Linked DNA regions of Mus musculus: region 2 is linked to region 1. A link is a contact called in public HiChIP or PLAC-seq data. All regions are on one chromosome and are shown on one strand. The core of a region is the stretch at or near the end of the contact, and the rest is flanking DNA. Distances in the headings are between cores, read along the strand shown.

Region 1 (5,234 bases), core at 544-3,043:
CGAAGGCATTGATCGATGTTGGTGCTTAGGACTAAGCACTAGGATCTGAGCTAGGGCTGGAGTCAGATGTGGCGTTGGCACTTGGGGCTGGAGCAGATCTGAGCCCAAAATTGAAAGCAGAGCGAAGCTAGAAGGAGAGTCCCGAGCCTAGTTCAGGATCCCTCCCAGGACAGGCTACGTACGGCACAACTGGAGCTCAAGTTGGAACCAGAGCTGAGCTTACTAGAGATGGAACGGGATGGTTACCGGGATCCGAATGATCCGGGCCAGAGCCTCGGACATCAGAGCTCAACAGAACACACTGGTGCTCGGGGCCAGAAAAGACCAGAGATGGAACCAGACCCGTGGCCAGCGCCTGTCAGATCGGAGGAACCCGAGGCAGATCCCCCGCCAGAACTCAGGCTGAGACTGGCGCTCCCTTCTGTGTAAGACGTGCTGAGTAGGAGGGCCGGGCCAGTGCGCTGAGCCGCGTTGTGCACTCTGAACAGCAGGGCTCAGGAATTGGAGAGCACAGGCCACACAAGTGGCCTAGGCACGCGTGTGCAAGGCGTTCATGCTCCAGCGCTTGCTGGCGGGATGGCCGCTGCCTACCTGAAGTAGTCCATCTTGCAGTAGATCTCCTTGTTCTTGATGTAGCAGCTATTCTGCTGCCTCAGCGATGTGCGACACACGGAGCACTCGAGGCACCGCACGTGCCAGATGAGGTTGTTGACCTGGGGAGGGGGCAGAGGTGGGGGTCGGCTTGGCGCGGGCCTCTTTCACGCCCGCCCCCAGCCTCCCCAGCCTCATTTGCAGAGACAGAGAGACACTGAAGCTCAGAAGGGGCGTATGGCTTCCCTACTTTTCTTCTATAATACAGAGAGGCTCAAGGAAATTGAGATACAGCCTTGCATTCTCTTGTTGGAACCGGGGCAAAAGGAGACCTCCTGTTTGGGAACACTTGCCCAAAGCTGCGCGATCGGTTAGCGGTTGGATTGGGAGGCCGAGGAAAATGGACCTGGCAAGGTCATTGCTTCCCTACAGCTCTTGGGGCTGCAAACCACACCCGTGGGCAAGCAGGCACACCTACCCTGACTCACCTTGAGCAGATACCGGTCCAGGATCTCCAGACCGCAACTGGAGCAGATATTCTTGCCGGCAGACGGCACGGAAGAGGCAGCAGAGGGCGGCGAGCAGACAGACGGTGTGCTGGGCGTACATGGGGAGGCTCTACCTTCGTCCTTGTCCAGAGCGCCTGCCAAGGCCTCTGCGTCTGACTGAGCCTGAAATGGGAGAGAGGAACAGCGAAGCGCTTAGCCGAGTACTCAGAGTTGAATCTGGTTTCCTCGCGCACCGACTGACACCGAAATGTGCCAGGGATGTCGCGCCCTAGGCTGGAGTACAAGAATGAAAGGACCTATTGGAGAAGAAGGGACGGCCCCCAACTTTTAACACAGCGCATCCTGGGTGCAGGAAGCAGCCAAAGCTCACATTCCAGGCCAGAAAAACCAAGGCTCAACGAGAGGCGGCTCCTATCGGCAGTTTTCCAGCGCAGGGGTAGAGGTTGGTAGCCGGAAGGCTGAGCCAGAAGCCCTGGCCTGTGCTGTTGGGGGGACTCGGGGCCGAAAGCAGGACCGAAAGGACTCACCATGGCAGGCGGAGCGGTCCCTTCGAGACAGCGGGTGGTCGCTTTGCAGCCGGACCCTGGCTGGGCCATCACCTGGGGGAGGGGGAGGGAATGCAGGCGACGGCGGCTGCTGAACTGGCTCGGAGCTGTCAGAGCCCAGCGCCTCCCCTCGCCTGTTATATAAACCGGCGCTGAACAATGAGTCCTAACTTTGTAGTGGGCATTTAAAGCCCTTCCCCACAAAAGCGGTGTCTCTCTAATGAAGCAATTTGAATTTGGATTGGGTTTTTTTCCCTCTCTCTCCCCCTCTCCCTGCACTTAACCCGTGGCTCTTGAAGTAATCGCTTAGTTCCTTTGCAATCCAAGCCTCTGAGGGGGAAAAAAAACACGCGCACACACACAAACTACCTGCAATTAGAAATTGTCGTGAATGCCCAAGATAAGAGGTAGCCAGAGTGTCAATTCCAACTGTCAATCAGTGAGATCCATCAGGCCGCCCAAAGAATTGCAAATTTGATTTTTTAATGGTAGTAATTAAAAATCGAATTTTTTTCTCCCTCCGCCCCCTCCCTTCTCCTACTCTCGGTACAAAATGCAAAAAGGAGAAAAGAGAGAAAGAAAGAAAATAAAAAGGAGATGGGGGTGGTGGTGGTGGTAGTGGTGGTGGTGGTTGAGAAAATAAAACCCAGAGCGCTAGGAGCATCCGCCCGCTCGACGCGCGCCGGGAAATTGAAGCGGGGATATTGACACCGATTCAAACGCCTTTGGAGGGCCAGTTCAAGGGAAGCCCCAAGCCAAAGAGGGCGAGATCGGCGAGTGAAATGAGGCCAAAAAGAGAAAAGAGAGGCCTCTTGGAGGAGGAAAGAGAACCCTCCAGACTCTTGGAGCTCCCGGGACCGGCCCCTCATCGAGATCCTCAGCGTTGCGCCGGCACAACCTCTGGCGCATCGGCGCTATCAGCGTCTATTCAGACGGACAATACTGGCCTCGCCTCCTCTTGATTCGCCTATGTCTTTGCTAAATCGCTTTTTGAGAAATTCCTCCAACATTTGCATAATGTGTTCCCGCTTTCCGCGACCCCCCACCCCCGCCTGCCCGCTCGCACGCTCACACACTTGCAGACACACTCTCCCGGGCTCACTCAGCACCCCTCCTTCCTGCTGCCGCCCGCCACCCGACCCGGCCCGGTTGAATCCCGGCTCCCGCTGGCCCCAGGATCCCCGACGCTCACCCACTCGCCTGCTTGCTCACCTGGTCGGTGGTGGGGCCGCCCTCCGCCGGCAACCGGCAGCCCTCGGGCAGCGCCGGGGCGGCGCTCTCATGCTTCCAGTACATGGGCCCGGGAGCGGGAGGGCTCGGTGGGCGCGCAGTGCGAAGAGAGGCGCAGAGTGGGGCCTCGGGCGTCCTGGGGGCAGAGGCTGCTGGGAGAGCTGGAGAACCGAGGCTCCGGCCCCGCCGCCCCGGGCCCAGCCCCAGCTCCCCGCCCCCGGCCTGAGCGCAGTCCTGGCCTCCCTGGCTGCCAGCACCACTGCCTCTGAAGAAGGTCCCGACAAACTTGGAGAGGTCCCTGCAGCTGCTTCTGCGGCTGCCGCCTCCTCCTCCTCTTCCTCCTCCTCCTCTTCCTCCTCCTGTTCTCCCTCCTCGTTGTCCTCCTCCCCTTCCAGCTGCGGCGACGACCGCCCTGCCGCTGGAGCCCCGCTCCGTTCAAGATGAGTCATGCGTGACCAATCCCCTCCCCGCTAAGAAGAGCGAGACACTCCAAAGGAGGCAGAGACTCAGAGACATACACACACAGAGAGACACACTGAAACTAGGCGCTACAGGGAGACTCTTGGAACATGCTAACATACAAAGACACTGGCGGGGCACATATCCTCACAGCTCCTTCTGCCGCCCCTCCCTCAAGGGCACCCACTGCCGCCCTCACACAACGTTAATAGGTGCGAGAGGAATCCGTGGTCAGCCCATCTACAAGGCTGGATTCCACATGAAGCCACGTTCTGTTGATGTAGTGCTGAGCCTGGTATATTTGTGTCGCAAATGGTCACCTGCTCACACCAATCCTTCAGGTCCTAGACTTCGACACACCCCTCAAACTCCTGCAAAAATATCCCTGCTTCATGACAACCGGAGCTTGCACCAGCTTCTAAAGGCTGAACAGGGCTGGGGGCAGGGGAGCCTGTGCTAGTGAGAGTGGGAGGGTAGGTCCCTTGGTTCTTTTGGAATGAATTACTTGGGACATCCACTTCCACTTCAAGATTTACCTAATCATACTTTCTACGTACTATAGGACTCTAAGGATGATGAGAGTTAGGGAAAGGCAAAGACCCAGACATTTAGATAGCAGGCACAAGCCCCAAACAGAGAACTCTCAAACTCAAAGGTCTGACACTGACAAACACTGACATTTATAGCCTCAGCCTTCTTCCTCAAACACCAACTATGCCAGAGAAGTGTGTAAATGTGTGTCTTCTTCTAAAACACTGTGCACACTCAGACTTAGACCTAGTCCTGCATAGAGCTACCCACCCACCACACAGACCACCCCTCCCTAACTGCCCTCATTTACAGATGTAAACAGCACCCCCTCAAATCACGCTTACACTTGTACACACAGCCGTACTCAGGAGAGGCCAAGTTCCTATGGAGCTCCAAACCCTGTATAACCTCTGTTATGAGGCATCTCTTACTATGCACTGCATTCTTATAGGTGATGAGCCAGGCGCCAGGCTCAAGGGGAAGCAACACACACCTTTGCAAAGAACATCGTTCCCAGGTGTCAGTCTCTGTCTGCACAATTAGGCATGGCCAGAAGCACACATGGACAATGTCTATACACGACTGCAATACTGAAAACCCACCTCCCACTCCTTAGAGATATATATCTGCTCTTCAGGCAGACACAACCCCAGCTAATGGCATCAGCCCTTGCATTGCAGTCCTTTATTGCTCTTGGGCACACAGGTTCTGAACCAGTCTTTTATACTAAAGAGAGCAGATCCACGGTGGAGAGCAGGTGAGGTGTGTACATGCACACAAATGTACACATACACACTTCTATTCTTGGGTGCTTTAATCCCAGCCTGGCATTAGAATGCTAAGCATATTAGAGTCGTGATCTCAGTTTTCTCTGTGAGGCAGCATACCCTATTGGTACCCATGCTACCTATTTTAACCTGATGTTTAAAGAAATCATATCCGTCATAGTGCCCCATGACTAATAATGGCCTGAACCGAGAACTAAAACTGGATTCATATACTGGAGCTTATGACCTTGATTTCTGGGCTATACCCATGACCGTGACCACTCATGGTAAGCATGTGCACACACACACATAACACACACACACACACACAACACACACACAACATACACACACACACACACACACACACACACACACGCACACACACACACACATGCACACACACACACACACACACACGCACACACACACACACATTCCATAGTTTGCCAAAAGCCTGCATCTGCCTTCTGGCTCATGGGCAAATATGGAATAGCAACAATACTGTCTGGTTCTCCCTCTCCCCTGGGCTCTCCTCCCCTCTCCCCTTCTCTTCTTTTCCCTCCTCTCCTCTAAGTGGCCCGGAGAGGCCAGAGGCTAGT
Region 2 (5,720 bases), core at 2,543-5,042, 95 kb after region 1:
GATGGTTCAGTGGTTAAAAGCAGTAGCTGTTCTTCCAGAGGACCCAAGTTCAATTTCCCAGCCCCCACATGGCAGCTCACAACTGTCTGTAATTCAGCTCCAGGTGATATGACACCCTCATGCAGGCAAAACACCAGTGCACATAAAACAAAAATGGAGGAGAAGTGGAGGGGGTGGGGGGAGAAGAGGAGAAAGACGAGGACGTGGTTGGCATTGAGCACTGTCCAGTAGATCTCCAGGACTCTTCACCTCAAAAAACTGAAATCTGTACCCATCAAACAAGCACTGCTTCCATCCCCACTTGCAGGACCCTGGGCCAGTACTGTCCCTTCTCTTTCTAGGATCCTCCTGTGGAGACTTACACAAAACCTGCATGTGAATGGTTTCTTTTATTGGGCTAGGTCCTTAATATTCATGTTACAGAATTTTTCTTTTTCAATGATAAAGAGTATTTATTCATCCATTCATGAGTTATATCTGGGTATTTACAAAGCTTCTTGCAATCATTTTACATTGACAATACCAATGTGTTTAGAGACCTCACCTGCTCTGTAATGTTGACATTAAGGCTGAGAATAGTTGCTTCTGCTCAGAGGGAGGAGGGTGTTGACTAAATGAGCAAATAGTGATGCCCTTGGTCTCTCATTCCATTCCAGTCCCCTTCAATCCTTCCTGTGCTTAGAGTAAAATAAACCTGAAAAGAGGGTCCCAAACTTCCCCGGAACCCCATCCCCCACTCTCATCCCTCTCCCTCTCGTTTTCTTCCCTCCTCCTCTTTCTCCTCCTCCTCTTCTCCCTCTCCCTCTCCTCTCTGTCCAGTAAGTTCTCTCTCTCTCTCTCTCTCTCTCTCTCTCTCTCTCTCTCTCTCTCTCTCTCTCTCTCTCTCTCTCTCTCTCCTACACACACACACACACACACACACACACACACCTGCCTCTACCTCCCAAGTGCTGAGATTAAAGGTGTGAGCTACCACTGCCCAGATCCCTTTTATTGCCCCACCCTGCACTTCCCAGTGAATTAGACGACTTTTTAGCCTAGTGTCCATTGGCTTCCTGCTTAGGTATCTCTTCAGGAAGTAACTCTCACAACCACCCTGGTCCAACCACCACTTGGGAGCCTTGTTACTTTTCCTCAGATGGCAGGCAGCTTTTTCCCACTACTTCTCAGACTTTCCTTCTGACACGTTCTTTGCGTAGTGCATCTTGCCTTAATACCTGCTCCAACCAATGGGCAAAACTTGTCTAGACTTCATGGCTCTCTGTTCCATGTTCCTCTCAGCACAGTGCATCTGCCCATTCATTTTGTTCCTTCTGCTTTCTAGACTTGCATTTTCCTCTTTAATGCATCATACCTTCAGACTCAGCAGACCCTGCCTTCTGTATGTCCTTACGTAAATGACAGATACCACTACTCACCCAGGGCCAAACCATGTTTTGAGCTATTTTAATCACCTGCCATTCTCTGTCCAGTAAGTTATCTCTTGATTCTCTCTTCAAAGTGACTTTCTGTTCAAGACAAATCCTTGGGAGGTTCTTACTGGGACAGGGGTGGCAGATGTCCCAGGAGGCCTCCACGGGGGCTCTGAGCACTTGTCTCCACCCGTGCAGCAATTGTACCTAACCCTAGAGGAACATCTTGTAAGTGTCTTGCAAGAATCTCTGTATTTTGTGCAGGGTTTACATCTCTGCCCAGCACTGTATTTGGTACAGACCAGGGCTGGAAGAAACATTATGTCCACGTCCAAGGGTCTGCTTAGTCTTGAAGACAAATGAAGTCCCATTTTCTCTAGTCACCCAAAGTCTCTAATCAATTTTTGAACATGTTTGCCCAGGACCTTCAATCTCATCAGCTAAGCCTCCACAAGGGGTTCTGGGATACTCTGGAAGGCACTGCATACTGTCCCCAGGGCACTGCATAGTGTCCCCACGATTGGCATTACCATTCTCCTCCTCATGCAGGCTCCTTGTGGCTGGCTTTTGTAGCCAGCAATGCCCACTAGCAGGCTTCACATTGCCCCTACTGGGAGTGCCCTCTTGCCTTACAAGGGCTAGTTCCTGATCTTGGGACAAAGCCTGCTACAGTTGTCTTAATCCTAATCCCATGCCTATCTCTTGACCCCTGCATTCCAAGACATCCTGGGTGAGATTCCAAGCTCCTGTCTAAAGTTTTCCAGTACGCCAGCACCTCTCCAAACCGATTCATTCTCTGTTGTGGGGCTCCCTGGTGGCTCACAGGCAGTGATGGTCACTGATGTCTTTTTTCCTCTCCAGGCTCTGGTCTCAATGGAAATAGCTCCCCCACCCCTTCCTTCCAGATAATACGAGTGGCTGACAAGTGCTGGACTTGACTATTCTGGCAACCTAGGGGCTACTTATTATTTTGTGGATGAGGATAGACACACAGAGGTCAATTTACTTAGCCAAAAACACAAAGGATGCTGGGAACCCAGGCAACCTGGTGCCTGACTCCAACCCAGGCACCTCCAGAAGTTAACTGAGAGACGGAAAGCAAGGGGGTGGGCTGGAAAGAACTCTATGGGGTGCTGAGTGTCCTGGGAGGGGTTCTAGGCCCTGGTCCAGTTTGTACTTTTTATTAATAAAAGTCATTCTGCTTTTCTATGGGTACCAGGGAGGGGGCCCTGTTGGGGAGCTCAGTCAGCTTCACCACCTAAGGCAACATAAGGAAAATAAAGGCGATATAGAAAACAGTCTCATAAAATTATATTCATAGACTTTGTCTACATTTAACCTTAAAGTGTCAGTTGAGATGGTGGCTTATTCCTGGTTCTTGCTCTTTCTCCTGTCTTTGGTGTTAAACGTTCTATTGTGCGATGAGAAGCTGATGCATCTTTAAAGAAAAGGGGGAAAAAAAAGCCCAACTGTTTAAAAAAACGAGGACTTGCTCACTTACTGGTTCTCACCATCTATTTTTAAATCACATCATTTTGTGTGTGCATGCATGGGCACATATGTGGAGGTCAGAGGACAACTGTCAGGAGTCAGCTCTCCCCTACAACGTGGTTCTGGGGACAGAACTCATGCCATGAGGCTTGGCTGCAGGTGCCTTTGCCTGCAGAGCCATCTCTCTGGCCTTTATTTATTTATTTATTATTTTTAACTTCTGCTGGTTCCTATTTGTTTGTCTATTTTTAACTCTGCAGATGCCCGAATCTCAGAGTCTGGGAGCTATAGGACCTCATGCCCACGCCTGGTGCTGATGTCTCCGAGGCTGACAACCAAGAGAAGCTGGAGCTGTAACTAGGGAGAAAAGGCACTAATGGAGCCGGTTTGACCCGTGTTTTGTGTCAGGGACCCCTGGGTGAATGTGCAGTGGTGGTGAGGCCAGGGTTGGAAACAGGATAATAGTCAATCAGGAGGGTCTAGAGAGGAGCAAGGGAGGAAAGGGAGGAGGGGGTGTAGGGAGGCTCGTCAGAGAGAGGAGAGAAATAGAGAAGACAGCACTGCATAGAACAGGGGCAGAGACAAACATGGAGATCTGAGGCGCATGCCACACACTTGCAAGCACAGATATTTCCAGGTAGAGACAGACAGCGAGAGGGGAGACGGTGCAGAGTGTGATAGTGAGACGGAGACATCCCGCGTTGCCCTGGGAGACGCTTACCCAGACATAGGCTATACATACACGGGGGTGATGGAAACTCAAAGGCTAAGCGGAGGAGTCAGCTTCTTAGAAAGAAAAGTGGGAGAGAGGGTGGGTGGAGACGTTGGGGCCCTGTACAGCAGCCTGGGGCCTGGAGGGGTGTGGGTGGAGGAAGCGGCTTCAGCTGGGGCTGGCAGGCTGCAGGACTAGATAAGGACGCTTGCCAGAGGAAGGCAGGGAAGGAAAGCCTGGGAGGCTGCCCCAGCCTGAGAACAATGGGTACTTGACTCCAGCAGGTCATTAAAGAGACAATGAATACAAAGAGCGGCAGGAGCTTCCCCAGGGAGAGCAAAGAAGTGGGATAATTGAGGGCCTGTCCCACACCCTCTCCTGTCCAGAGTACACCTGAACTCCTCTGGGGCTTCGGTTCATGCCCCTCCCGCTACCTGGAAGGTCAGTAGCGGCTACACTTTAAGGGAGCAGTCTTGAGGAGCCAGGGTGGTAGGATTTAGTTAGAATGGAGCTTCTTAGCACAAAGGGCAGGAGAGGAAGCAAGCCTGGCCACATATACATTACTTACATAATCCAGACTCTTCCTAAAATGTCTGCTGACTCCTTTTCTTCTTTTTTCTTTTTGCATTAGAGAGTGAAAGGGAGAGTGGGCTGTGAGAGATACTTACTACATTATAGTGGTGATTGCCACTGGGGAGTGCTACCCCAACATCACATATAATGTGTAGATATTTATGTGTGCGCATACATGCTGTGAAAACAGGGATGGTTGTTACTGTGTATTCTGGGCGCTGCTTTCTTGTTTTAGCTTGTTGAAATTTTTTAAAAATGGGTTTTTGAGCTGCATGTATGTACATATGTGAGCAGTGCCCTTGGAAGCAGAAGAGGGTATCAGATCTAATAGGACCAAATATACAGACAGCTGAAAGTCCCCATATGGGTGTTGGGATTTGAACCCAGGTCCCCTGGAAGAACAGCCAGTGCTCTTAATGACTGAGCCATCTCTCCAGCCCCAGTTTTGTTTTTTGTTATCTTATCTTGAGTCAGTCTGTATAACTGTGTAGTCCTGGTTGCCCTGGGACTTGCTCTGTAGACCAAGCTGGCCTTGAAGTCATAGAGATCTGCTTGCCTCTACCTTCTGAGTATGTGGGCAATCATGCCTGGCCCGAGTATTTCTATTTTTTAATTTTGAGATAGGTTCCTCTCTGTAGTCCAGGCTGGCCTCAAACTCCAAATCCACCTGTCTCAGCCTCCCACATACTGAGATTGTTTCTAGGTGTGACCTCCACACACAACACTCTCCAGTTTTATTTTTTCCCCGCCCATCGCTCTTCATGTCTGTTTATTTATTCACATACTTAGTGTGTGAGTGTGTGCACAAGTCATGGAAGTCAGAAGACAGCTTCTGGAGAATGGAGCTCAGGTTGTCACGTTCGGCAGTGACCATGTGCTGATTGGTTTCACCCTTCCCATCAGCCTTGGCTTTTAAGTCTTTTTCTGAAAAGGAAAGGGAGTGATGAAGGGAAGGGAAGGGAAGGGCTGAGAGAGGGAGAAGGTGAGGGAAGGAGAGAGATTAAGACCTCTTAGCTCTTCTTTAGGCCTACCCTAAATGGTTCCACATAGAGGGACTCTCCCTTCCCAGGATTCCCCCATGTTCTCCTCCTGCTCAGGGCTTTAAGGACTTCCTCCCATGTCTCCTGTAACGATGTTCTCATCTTCCCAAACAGCCATCACTTAGGAGCAGGGGCCTCACACACAGGGTCAGACCAGGGGGTTGTTCTGGTGTCTGAGACTGGATCTAGTCCTCCAGTAAAGTTAAGCAAGAGGGCTCTGATCACATCTGACAACACGCAGTCAGACAGGGGGTCCCGGGAGTGTAGACTCTTGAAATCCCACACGTGTCTTCTAGAATGGGAGTGGGTCTGGGCAGCTGCTATAACAATGTAAGGAGGAAATAGAATGACACTGTATCCATGGTACTGTACCCTTGTATTTTAGCTAGTCTGTGTAGCAACATTGTTAATAAGACCTACTGCTTTGGGGCCCAGTGAAATGGCTCAAAGTAAAAGTATCTACCATCAAGCTTGGAGACTGAATTCCATCCC

Evidence for each region. HiChIP or PLAC-seq counts read pairs in DNA pulled down with a chosen protein or histone mark.
Region 2: an H3K4me3 HiChIP or PLAC-seq map of forebrain shows a contact between it and region 1, with 2.9 times the contacts expected there. The contact joins the enhancer-like site here to the promoter of Lhx6 in region 1. A contact is called at or near these places in 3 of 39 promoter capture datasets (frontonasal cranial neural crest, neutrophils and second pharyngeal arch cranial neural crest), 30 of 484 Hi-C or Micro-C datasets (CD4 T cells, DN3 thymocytes, the G1E-ER4 cell line and 12 more), 14 of 115 datasets of contacts at active chromatin or transcription factors (craniofacial prominence, embryonic basal ganglia, embryonic forebrain and 4 more) and 5 of 9 other capture datasets (adipose tissue, embryonic stem cells, liver and 2 more).

The regions. Positions count from the first base shown.
Region 1 is chr2:36,102,267-36,107,500 of GRCm38.p6, forward strand. Lhx6 (LIM homeobox protein 6) reads right to left here and starts at 1,794. Exons shown (of 9, transcript NM_001083126.1): 1 at 1,628-1,794; 2 at 1,080-1,262; 3 at 592-713. The coding sequence starts at 1,696.
Region 2 is chr2:36,194,944-36,200,663 of GRCm38.p6, forward strand. No RefSeq gene overlaps it. Among named protein-coding and RNA genes, the nearest start is that of Gm46735, 5.9 kb to the left of the region's middle. Within about 2 kb of position 3,793, at least 67 of the 459 cell types and tissues checked have an H3K27ac peak or open chromatin away from gene starts, as enhancers often do. A contact at or near this core is called in the G1E-ER4 cell line, cortical neurons and forebrain, where this site is marked.